Linked DNA regions of Mus musculus: region 2 is linked to region 1. The links are chromatin contacts, called in public Hi-C maps. All regions are on one chromosome and are shown on one strand. The core of a region is the stretch at or near the end of the contact, and the rest is flanking DNA. Distances in the headings are between cores, read along the strand shown.

Evidence for each region. Hi-C and Micro-C count contacts between places; a contact is called where the count stands out from the background.
Region 2: a Hi-C map of cerebellum shows a contact between it and region 1, with 1.6 times the contacts expected there. The contact joins two enhancer-like sites.

Annotation. Positions count from the first base shown.
Region 1 is chr10:37,393,375-37,399,181 of GRCm38.p6, reverse strand. No RefSeq gene overlaps it. Among named protein-coding and RNA genes, the nearest start is that of Gm31202, 32 kb to the right of the region's middle. Within about 2 kb of position 1,746, at least 136 of the 459 cell types and tissues checked have an H3K27ac peak or open chromatin away from gene starts, as enhancers often do. A contact at or near this core is called in cerebellum, where this site is marked.
Region 2 is chr10:37,785,344-37,790,741 of GRCm38.p6, reverse strand. No RefSeq gene overlaps it. Among named protein-coding and RNA genes, the nearest start is that of Gm46220, 270 kb to the left of the region's middle. Within about 2 kb of position 2,516, at least 1 of the 459 cell types and tissues checked has an H3K27ac peak or open chromatin away from gene starts, as enhancers often do. A contact at or near this core is called in cerebellum, where this site is marked.

The DNA of each region.
Region 1 (5,807 bases), core at 497-2,996:
CACTAAGTCTGGCCCAGCTCAAAAGTATCAATTTGTGGGCTATGGTGGCATATTCCTTTAATCTTCGCTTTCTAGACTCCAAGACAGGCAGATCTCTATGAGTCTGAGGTCAGCCTGGTTAACATACAAGTTCCAGGATAGCTAAGACTTCATAGACCCCCCCAAAAAAAAGTTTTTAAAGAAGTATAAATTTCAAACTTGAGCCACCACAGAGCAAAGAGTTCACATTCTCTGAAATAATGCAGTGTACCTATAAACACGTGTGCCTTAGCATTTGCACACTGTGTAGACATAGCTTTCAGCGAGTTAGAAAGCTGCCTTGATTGAATACTTAAAAATTCTGGACTCATGTCTGCCATCTTTATGGGACCCAAAAGCTCACCTGTTAGTATCCTAAACTCAGAGAATTTATTGTTTCAGAGATTGGGGCACACATACATTCAGGTTAGCTGGATGAGGACCAGAAGTGGCAGCTACTGAGAACTTGCTGGTCTCACCATGATGGTTTACCTCTTAGATTCCAGATGCCACTTGCAAGTACTTCTGTGGGCTTAGTGTTAGGTTTGTCAGTATTAACCTGTGTTCATTGTCACTACTCAGGCTGAAAAACAGGCTCCTCCTTCGTAGTGGAATTGGGTTAGCCGCTGGGGTAATAAAAGAAATATTATGGTTTCCACCCTGAAAATCCCAGCACAGAAAACAGAGATTTACTCTCATTTATTTCATTAGCCCATAATTAACACATATCCGATCATGTCTTTTTATTCTCCCATGTGGAACTTTATTGTATTTTGCTTGCTTGTTTGTTTTGTTGTTATTTTGGTTTTTGTATTTTTTTTTTTATTTGTTTTTGGTGCTGGAGATTCTGGAAGATTCGAGAGCTTATAAAGCTTTGGGATTATCTATTAACTACAACCCATGGGCTGATAATATTAATTCTTTTTTATGTTAATTCTTTTTAGCTATAGAATACATTCCCCAACACAATAATATTTTGTTAAAGCTGCCTTTTTTATCCCAGTAAATCTTAAATATCCACTGAACATATTTTGGAGAAATTTTTATTTTTTTAGTAAAAAGGAGACCACATGGTTTCAATTGGTATTTCGAATAAAAAAACTTATTTTTTAAAATGCACTGAAAATACATTTTGCTTTTTAAACGCACAAACATCTCAGCAGCTGTTATGTGTTTAATTAAATGAGTTGCACATGTGTTTATAATGCACAGCACTGTGGTCTGAGAAAAGCGTCCCTGGGGTGTATGGTCAGCCTTTTGCCTCACTGAACTTTCCTCCGGAGGTCATGGGAAAGGGGTACAGGTTTGGGTTTCCTCTTTTCCAGTCCACATGTCCCCCACCAACTACTGGTGGGTAAACAAACCCATGTTCCAAAGGCGACACCGTGGCTGACCTGAATCATTCTGAAGTGCCAGACCTGTGGGCATAACCTCCGCCCAGCCAGCCCAGCGTGCAGGTCCAGTCTCTCTTCCCCAGAGCAGCAGAAGCCTCACTGGGGATTTGCTTCTTGCTCTCTGCTTTCCCCGGGAGTCCAGATCCCAGATCCCAACACCCACTAGGGCGCATACAGGCGGAGACACCGGTTCTTCCTCAGTGAGCTGAAGTTCTCCAGATGGCAGCAAGCGCCCCGCCCCCACCCCCATGCAAATTCCTGGCAGCAAGAAGCTGTCAAGTGGCTACTGCTGCTTATTGTTATGACCACTCCCCACCCCCTTCACACACACAGGCAGAAGAAAGACCATCTGTCGCCATGGGGCAGAGAGGGACTTTGCAAGTGGCACTCTGTGCAGTTTAGCAGACCCGCGACAGCCTTGGGCTCAGCCATGTCCTTCCTAAGCCATGTCTAACCCGCCCCGCCCTGGCTGGATCCCCAACCCAGCTCCACGAAAGGAGGTGCAGTTTGCTAGATTTCTTTTATGATATTTATTCCACACAGATAGAAAAGCCGGTTGTCTTCCTGTTTTAGTTCTGGGAAAGGAACTGACTTAACACAACATCTCATAATCACTAGTGAGAAATGGGAGCGGAGAGCTAGATAAAAAGTGGACCTGGAAGAGAAAAGTATAACCCGAAGTTCAAAGGACACCGAGGTTATAAGTGTGATTTCCATTCGCTTCTCCAGCTCGACCAAAAGCTACGCGTTAAACTTTGATTTTTATAAAGAGAGAACGAACCATGTCAAAAGATTCTAGGCATTAGAAAGTCCCCAAATATCTTGTCCATATTGGAAATTTGACCCTATTGTTGCGGTCTTTTTTCTTGTTGTCTGATGTTTCTGGTCATATATATTAAAGCACTGCTGTGCTGTAGTTTCTACATTCTTGGTGTTTTCTTAGTAAGGAAAGGAGTTGTCCACTGACATCACTTCAAATCACCCTGTTTCCCTTTATCTGCGTAAGTCTCTTTTATTTAAACAAATAAATAAAACTACGTCTCCATAGACACAACTAAGCTTACAATGCATGTAATTTCTTTCTTTCAAACCTACCACCTATGAATTCTCTTAAGTGTATATCTTTTTTAAAAAATTCCTAGTATTCAATTGTGCTCTGTGTGTAGCTTTTGATTTGCATGTGATAGTAAACTATAAATTGTATTCTCTCATTTTTTTCACTAACATGACACTTTGATCTCACACCAGATACTACCTTCCTCTGAAGAGCCTTTTTTCCTCTGTGTCTTTCATTATGGTTCTAAGAGAGTGTATGACTTCTTGATAAGCACACTCTGCTCTGTCCCTTCTCAGGGGCCCTGACTGTGACAGTACACCCACTACCCCCTGCTCAGGTATGAAATCCACCAGGATACTGGGCACAGCATTGATGTGCTGCCTTCTATTTTCCAGTTTAACCCTTTTCCTCTCTAAAACACCTGCAGAGTGCTGCCATCAGTAACGAAGGTAACATTTAGACAGTCCATTGTTTTGGAGATTTGGATTGGTTGTTTGGTTGGTGGTGGTGGTCGCAGGTTTTTGTTTGTTTGTTTGTTTTGTTTTGTTTTTGACATAGGGTTTCTCTGTGCAACAGTCCTGGCTATTCTGGAACTTGAGTTGTAGTCCAGGCTGGCCTTGAACTCACAAAGATCCACCTGTCTTTGCCTCTCAGAGTGCTGAGATTAAAGGTGTGGTCTACCAATGCCTAGCAACTTTCTTTTTCTCATTCCTCAATTCAGAATCCAAGCATGGTAGAAGATATATTTGATTTTTATTGAGGGCCTCCTGGAAGACTATGGCTTGAATGAACCTAGGTCTCATGGTTTACATCCCTCTATTGATGAACACATATTGTTCTCTCTAATCCTGGCATAAAAAGCAGAACTGCAGTATAAACTGTAATTGGTCTTTACTACTTTGTGGGTTCTTCTTTTTCCTGCCCTTTATTTCACCCACCCGCCAGTTCATCCCCATCACTAGATAAGAGAGAAAGGAGGAGAGAGGGGATCAAGAGATAAAGATCCCTGAAACTAATTTCTCTCCTTCTTTGTTTCTTCTTTGAATGTGACTACTAAGAAGCCGTATCCAAATCCTCTGAATGACCAACAATCACCCCCAACCCCATCTCAAGGCCCTAGCATTTATAGACCCTCTGAAAAGTTCCCAGAATTTCAAACATCACACAACTGCAGAAGCTAACTGTAGCTGGCAAAACCGCACCTCTGGTAAAGCACATGGCAAAGTCAGCTGCTCCGGTCCAAAGCAGCCCCATATCTCCGCACTTGGGATTAAAATAAAAACATATTAGTAAAATGTTTTTATGTTTTTAAAATAAACCAAATTTCTCATGATAATAAACAGGTCTTTCAATGATGGGAAGAAGTTCTCTGGGTGCATACCAGAAGTGGGGCTCTTGGAGCCTAGCATTTTTCTGGAGTACATACAAAATGGGGTAGTTGGATCACAGATTTTTCTCTGGGGCGCATACAAGGAGAGGGGGTAGTAGATCATCACATCTCTCTTCGTGCATACCAGGAGAAGGGTGGGTGGATCATAGTTTCCAAATATTCAATTTTACTAAATACTGCCAAATTACTACTCAAAGAGAGGTTACCATCCTGTACCCAGCATTTTTAAGGATCTGATGTTCTATTTTGAATAACTGTTGGGAAACATCTGTTCCTATTTGTATTCTTCATTTGCTTCTCACCCCCATGCATTTGTGAACTTCCATTTCTATATTCTGTTCATGTTTTATCGGGTTCACAGAGTTTCTGACTCATTTGCTTGATAGCAGCAGATCGATGCATTGGTCCAGCATGTATGTATCCAGTGCAATTATCGCCTGTCGGTTTTCACATCACAAAGGCCTTCCATTCTACATCCACCTACTCTTTGCTTGTGGAGTTCTTTGTTAAGCAGAAAGATTATATTTGGATATTGAGGAGTGCACTAACTTTTCTTCTTTTCATTTGTGTTTCAGGCACTGCTGGGGTCTCCACAAATGAAATCACAAAGATAAATTCCTGTATTATCTTCCATAAAAGCTTTAGAGCTTTCCCTTTCAAAGGTAGGCCATTAGTCAATTGAAGAGTGGGGTTGTTTTCCTTTTCCTCTTTAAATGCAGTGTGTCATGCCAAATTATTTTCTTTCATGTGTAAGCTAATTTTTCTCTCCCTTATGTGAAGAATGTTATCTCAGCCATTTGTATTTTTCCCTATTTTCCCCACTTTACCCTGTCCCATTGTCTACTTATCTATGTGTTTTCTGAACCAGTGGGTTTTTTTAGACAATATTTTTACAATACTTTGTTTTCACTTGGTCTTGACTCTTTATTTTCTCTCTTCACAGTCTTTTATCTTCCTATATAAATTATAGGACTAAGTTTTGAAGTTACTCATAACTTGACTGAAGAAGATAGGACTCAGAGATCAAGTTTTGAATGCTTAATGTATATTATGTGAAGTTTGTTGTTACTTTCAAGTCCTTTTATTGAGCTAGGTCTTTTATCTTTGTCCTACTAGTTGTTATTTCTTTTACTTATCTTAATTTATGTGTTGGAAGGTGCCACATCTTGTGAATCACTATAAGAATCCTTACCGGTGGAGTGTCCTTACTTGGAAGATGTCCAGAGCACTCCATTAAGAAACCACTGGCACTTTCTTTAGATTTTTATCCCATAGTTTTACCCTTTGTTGTGAATTAAAATAGATCAAATTATGTTTTAAACTGAAAAAGCATAAAACCTATCATTTTCAAGTGGCGATTGCAATAAGATGGTGAGTAAACCTTAGAAAATATTATAGTAAAATATGATTTCAAACAATTATTAACTTTTCAGAAATAAATCCATCATTTATTTTTAGATAAGGTCTCATACAACCCAAGATAGTCTCAAAGTCACTATGTCACCAAGGACAACTTTTTATTCTCCTGCCTCTACCTCCCCAGTGCTGGATCTAGACATGCAATCCCATCCCTCATTTCCATAGTGTTTGGGACTGACACCAGCATTTTATGATTTACTAAGCTATGTGCCCAACCTTAGCCATCTTTTTGATGGTCTATCTGATCTGAAATGTATGTGTAAATTTCAAAATTCTAAAAGCATCTCTTCCCTTCTGATGCTATTCTAGAAGACCTAATAATCCTAACCTCAGGCATCTCCTTTCTTTTTACTTGTTTTAGTTTTTCAAGATAAGGTTGATCTACGTAGCCCTGGCTGTCCTGGAACACATTCTGTAGATGGCAGGCTGGCCTTGAACTCAGAGATCCACCTGCCACCTCCACAGGGATAGATTTAAAGGCATGTGCCACTACACCAAGCACCTCAAGCATTTTCTAACAAAGCAATTT
Region 2 (5,398 bases), core at 1,267-3,766, 390 kb before region 1:
ATTTTAATAATACTCTATGGTGATGTCTTCAAAGGAAGAAGATAGTTTTATAGAGAAACAAGAGAACCATGGTTTAAACATAAGGGAAGGGAGGGAATTCATGTAGAAAGTCACAAATAGCCCAAGTACAGAGAAGTTTTAGGGAGATGCTTAGACACAAATGGGACATCAATACCATAATACCTTCCTGAGGCCCTGGAACTATTAAGGAAAAAGGAGAAAAAAGATTATAGGAAGCTGGGCAGTGGCAGTACACGTCTTTAATCTCAAAACTTGGGAGGCAGAGGCAGGCAGATTTCTGGGACAGCCAGGCCTACACAGAGAAACCCCTGTCTCAAAAAAAAAAAAAAAAACCCAAAACAAAACAAAAGAGTATAGGCACAAAAGCAAAAGCTCAAAGAGGAACAGAAAAAGGCAGTGTCTTCTCTTCTCAACAGAATATGGCCCTTGCACTCATGAGCTCACATAGGGTGGTTGCCTACACAAAGCCTGTCAATACTAGTTAAAGTTAGTCAGCATTTAAACACACTGTGCAGAGGATTCATTAGACCCAATCCTACCATGAGGAGCTATGGATGATCAGTACCTTCTGGAAGAACAGTTTTCTTTAAAGATATGGCCTCTTCTAGGTCCACCATGCTCCATGAGCAAATACAGATGGGTAGCACAAATTGGAATTAATAGACTTAAAAGGGGCACAAAGTTGTAGATGAGAGGAGGTGGGATAGATCTGGGAGGAGTTAGGAGAGGCATTGGTGTCATCTGTAACCTTGTGTTTTTCCACCTCACCATTTTGTTTCCAGAAATAATGACCCTGAGAATTCTTCTTTTTTTTTTTTTCTGTTTGCTACTATTTCTTTTTTTTTCCTTTTTTAATATTTTTATTAGGTATTTTCCTCATTTTCATTTCCAATGCTATCCCAAAGTCCCCCAAACCCTCTCCCCCACTCCCCTACCCACCCACTCCTACTTTTTGGCCCTGGCATTCCCCTGTACTGAGGCATATAAAGTTTGCATGACCAGTGTGTATCAAAAGATGACCCTGAGAATTCTTATACAGGAATAAGTGCCTGGGCCAATAGCTTGGGCCTGTTCCCCAGAGTAGCTCGTAACTTAATATCCTATATGTCCCATTTTATAAATGCCACATTCCTGGTTACTTGGTCCTCAGTTTCATGTGACAGTCTTCCTCTGTCTCTGAGGTAAATGCCTCTGTACGTTATCTCAGCTTCCTCTCCCTCTCCCTCTCCCTCTCCCTCTCTCCCTCTCTCCCTCTCTCCCTCTCTCCCTCTCTCCCTCTCTTCCTCTCTCCCTCTCTCCCTCTCCCTCTCTCCCTCTCTCCCTCTCCCTCTCTCCCCTCTCCCTCTCTCCCCTCTCCCTCTCTCCCCTCTCCCTCTCTCCCCTCTCCCTCTCCCTCTCTCCCCTCTCCCTCTCTCCCTCTCCCTCTCCCTCTCTCCCTCTCCCTCTCTCCCCTCTCCCTCTCTCCCTCTCCCTCTCCTTCTCTGTTTCTCTCTGCCAGATGTCCCACCTTCTAACCCTGCCTTGGCTCATCGACATTTGTATTGATAAAATAAATAATTCTGGAAGACTGCTTCTTCCTCTGAGAAATCAGTATCTTTCATTTCAAACACACTACGCAAATGGCTCATCAAATTCTTCAGTAAGTAAGCCAATACTTACTCAAAAGCAAACAAATACTATATCTTACTTTTCTCTGCCTAGCACCGTGGATGCTGTGAGAGGCCATAATTATTTTCTGTAAGGTGTATCACTCAGGTGCTAGAACCTCCAGAAGAAAGTAATTAAGGACAAATAAACCAATTACCAACAGAGAGATCCTGTTATCTTAAGATATAGGGGCTCTGAAGGCAGAGAGGCAAAAGGAGCTGTGCTGTAAGCAAAGAGTGAATGTGTTAAGGCCAAATCTTTAAGCAAAGGGGAGATGATGTTTAAAGCAGTAAAATTTATTTATTTATTTATTTATTTATTTATTTATTTATTTATTTATTTTTATTTGTAAATGGAGAAATGGAGTTAGGGCATTCAATGCCTTGTGAAGCTTAATTAAGCGCATCTATTTTGGTTTTTCATCTTGAGATATTTCTTCTTACAAAGGCTCAAATCCGTTGTCTCACAGGGATGTTAAAGTTACTGAATCTGAATTTGTTTTTCTCTGGTTAAGTGTCTGTCAAACATTGGACACAGTTTTGAAACATATGAATGTTTATACAGCATACTCAGTGCATCTCCAGCATTTTATTGTTTGGCATCAAACTGAACTCAGCTTTTGAATCTTAGGTAGATTTGCTTACTAAGTCTGAAGTGAAGAAAGCTAGTATTTCTGATTGGGGTGTGAAAGGAGTTAATCCAAAAACCACTGTGTTTTTCCATTTCCATGGCTTCTCTTCCAGGTTTCGGCAGCGGTGTGAACTGATTTGAGCCTAGTGTACAGTACATGCTTCTGGCACTGGAGTCCCATGGACTGGCGCTGACTCAGTAGCAACAGCTCTGCGCAATGAGCAGGGAAATAAATGACAGGATGGAATCAGACAGGGTGCCACCAAGCTCAGCCACCACCAAGGAAGCAGGTATTTAAAGGATTTATCTGGGTTACTGATACAGAAGACAGACTGATTTCGTTTATTAAGCATCATTTCCAATTGAGGAGAAGAAAAAGACTTAAAAGATTTGGAAAGTGATTTTATTTCTAGAATCTTTAAACTTATCATTCCAAAACAAAATTACTATAAATTTGTTTTTTAAATATATGCATATAAAGTTATGTCAAATGTACATTAAAGGTATACATATTGTTATTTATGATGAGATGGAATAGCCTTATTCTAATATTTATAGATATATGCATATGCTCAAAGCATTTAATATTTAATGATGTGTGTGTGTATGTGTGTGTGTGTGTGTGTGTGTGTGTGTGTGTGTGTATGTATAGATTTTTAAGTAACTAAACTTTTAGATCCTCTTTGTAAACTGTGAAAATTTTTTTACTGGGAACAAAACCAAGATATGGAAATGTCCTAGCATTGAAAGTCTGTAGTCTACTGTGGCAGTCATTAAAGTCATTTCTGTACTCTGTCCACAGTGTCTAGATACTTTTATAATCTTACAACACATTTTAGCAATATTAGTGAAATAATTTTACTCTTGAGCCTATAATATTGTGTGCAGAAAAACACAGCATAAAATCTTACTTTACAATAGGTGAGTAAGTAGTTAATTTAAGATATAATAATGAGAGGGAAAAATCAAGAAAAAATACGTATTTATTTTATTTATCTCCAACTATAGTCCAATTAAAGCTGTCATTTTGACACCCAATAACTAGTTTTGCTTGACTCAATTCCTCTCAATCTAGGGCATTCATGTTTTATATTGTGTGCAGGCTTTACAATATAACAGTAATAATTTTTAACTATGCTCAACAAGATGCCCAAAACCACAACCGACATCTATCCATTTTTATCTTTCTTGGCATTTCAGAAGATTTAAAACTGCTACACACTGTTCCTTCCTGAAGCCCATGCTAAATCAGTCCATGTCTGTCTGCAGCTCCTGCAGCCACCCTGTTGCCTTGCCTACCCTTTATCTTTCTTATGGAGAAGTAAATGAATGCAGTCCTTCAATGCACAACATTCCAGCTCCACTCCATTCTTAGAAGCTCTCATTCAGACTATAAGAACTACTAAATACAATAGTCACTAAACTCTTATTACTATGTTCTCCCCCTCTTTTGATTTTCACCTATGTCCTCAACTACCTTTCTTGGAAGACTGAAGTTACCTTCAAGTGAGGCTGTCCCAGATTTGTTCTGAGGTTGTTATATGACATGGTTCCAAATCTTTTAAAAGTCTTCCCACTGAGAATTGATATTTTTGTCCCATCTTCTGTGAGTTTCATTTCATTATAGTGCAGTGGAAGTAAAGATGTGAAATTTCTGAGACTAGAATGCAGCAGGTGGGGAACTCTTGGCTTGTATTCAATTATTCACCTACTTACTCATTTATTTTTGGACTACTCATAGTAGTCTACTATGTAACAAGTGCATCATTTGGCCATGTTATCAAGAACTTTCAAATTACATGGGGAGGATGTATCAGTCATAACAGGAGAGAACACCAGACAATCTTAAGTTATAAAATTCTTCCAGATCATGTTCTAAGTAGGAAAATGAAGAAGCTTCAAGATTCATGAGCAACCTAAGCGATACTATACTAAATTTTCCCAAAACAGAGCTGTAGACCCACACAAGCCATCCCCATGGAACTCTATCTAAACTCTTCTTCCATTGGTCAAGCAATAGTGAAGATCCCTTGCCTTTTTATGTCTTTCTTCATTTTTCTTCTATCATCTCTTCCTATGGATTTTATTTTTTTAAGAAAGAAAATAATCTCATAGAAGAGAGCATCTTCTCCATCAGCAGCATCATTTTCCAGATTAGCTTACTCATCTGATATGTTTTCTTATTTTCCATCCATTCTCCACATCAGTTGATCTCTCCTACCTCAAACCTTACCATGCCATCCACAGGTACATTCAATGCTGTTCCCTTGAAATGAAGACAGATCCTGGAATGAGGCTGATGATATGAGCATGATCTAGCCAAGGCTTCCTGCTCTGCACTGTGCAACAGGGTGTCTGCCAGTCGCCTTGGGACTACTGAGCATTTAAATGGGACTCGTGAGACTGAGGCATAAAGCTTTTAATTTTATCCACTTTCACAAGCTAAATTCAAATTTGACAATGGATATACAATTTAACAATTGGAAAGATTTCAGGTTCAAAACAGGGTGGACATATGAATTTACTTTTACTTTTTCTTTTTTTAAATATATTTTTATTAGGTATTTTCCTCATTTACATTTCCAATGCTATCCCAAAAGTCCCCCATACCCTCCACCCCACTCCCCTACCCATCCACTCCCACTTTTTGGCCCTGGCGTTCCCCTGTACTGGGGCATATAAAGTTTGCATGTCCAATGAGCCTCTTTTTCCAGTGATGGCCAACTAGGCCATCTTTTGATACATATGCAGCTAGAGTCAAGAGCTCCGGGGTACTGGTTAGTTCATAATGCTTTTCCACCTATAGGGTTGCAGATCCCTTTAGGTCCTCAGGTACTTTCTCTAGCTCCTCCATTGGGGGCCCTGTGATCCATCCAATAGCTAACTGTGAGCATCCACTATATCTCTAGTGTTTCCTCACTTTGCGTTTTCTTTATTGTGTCTACTTCCCTTTTTAGGTCTTGGATGGTTTTATTCAATTCCATCTCCTGTTTGGTCGTGTTTTCCTGCAATTCTTTAAGGGATTTTTGTGCTTCCTCTTTAAGGTCTTCTACCTGTTTAGCAGTGTTCTCCTGTATTTCTTTAAGTGAGTTATTAAAAT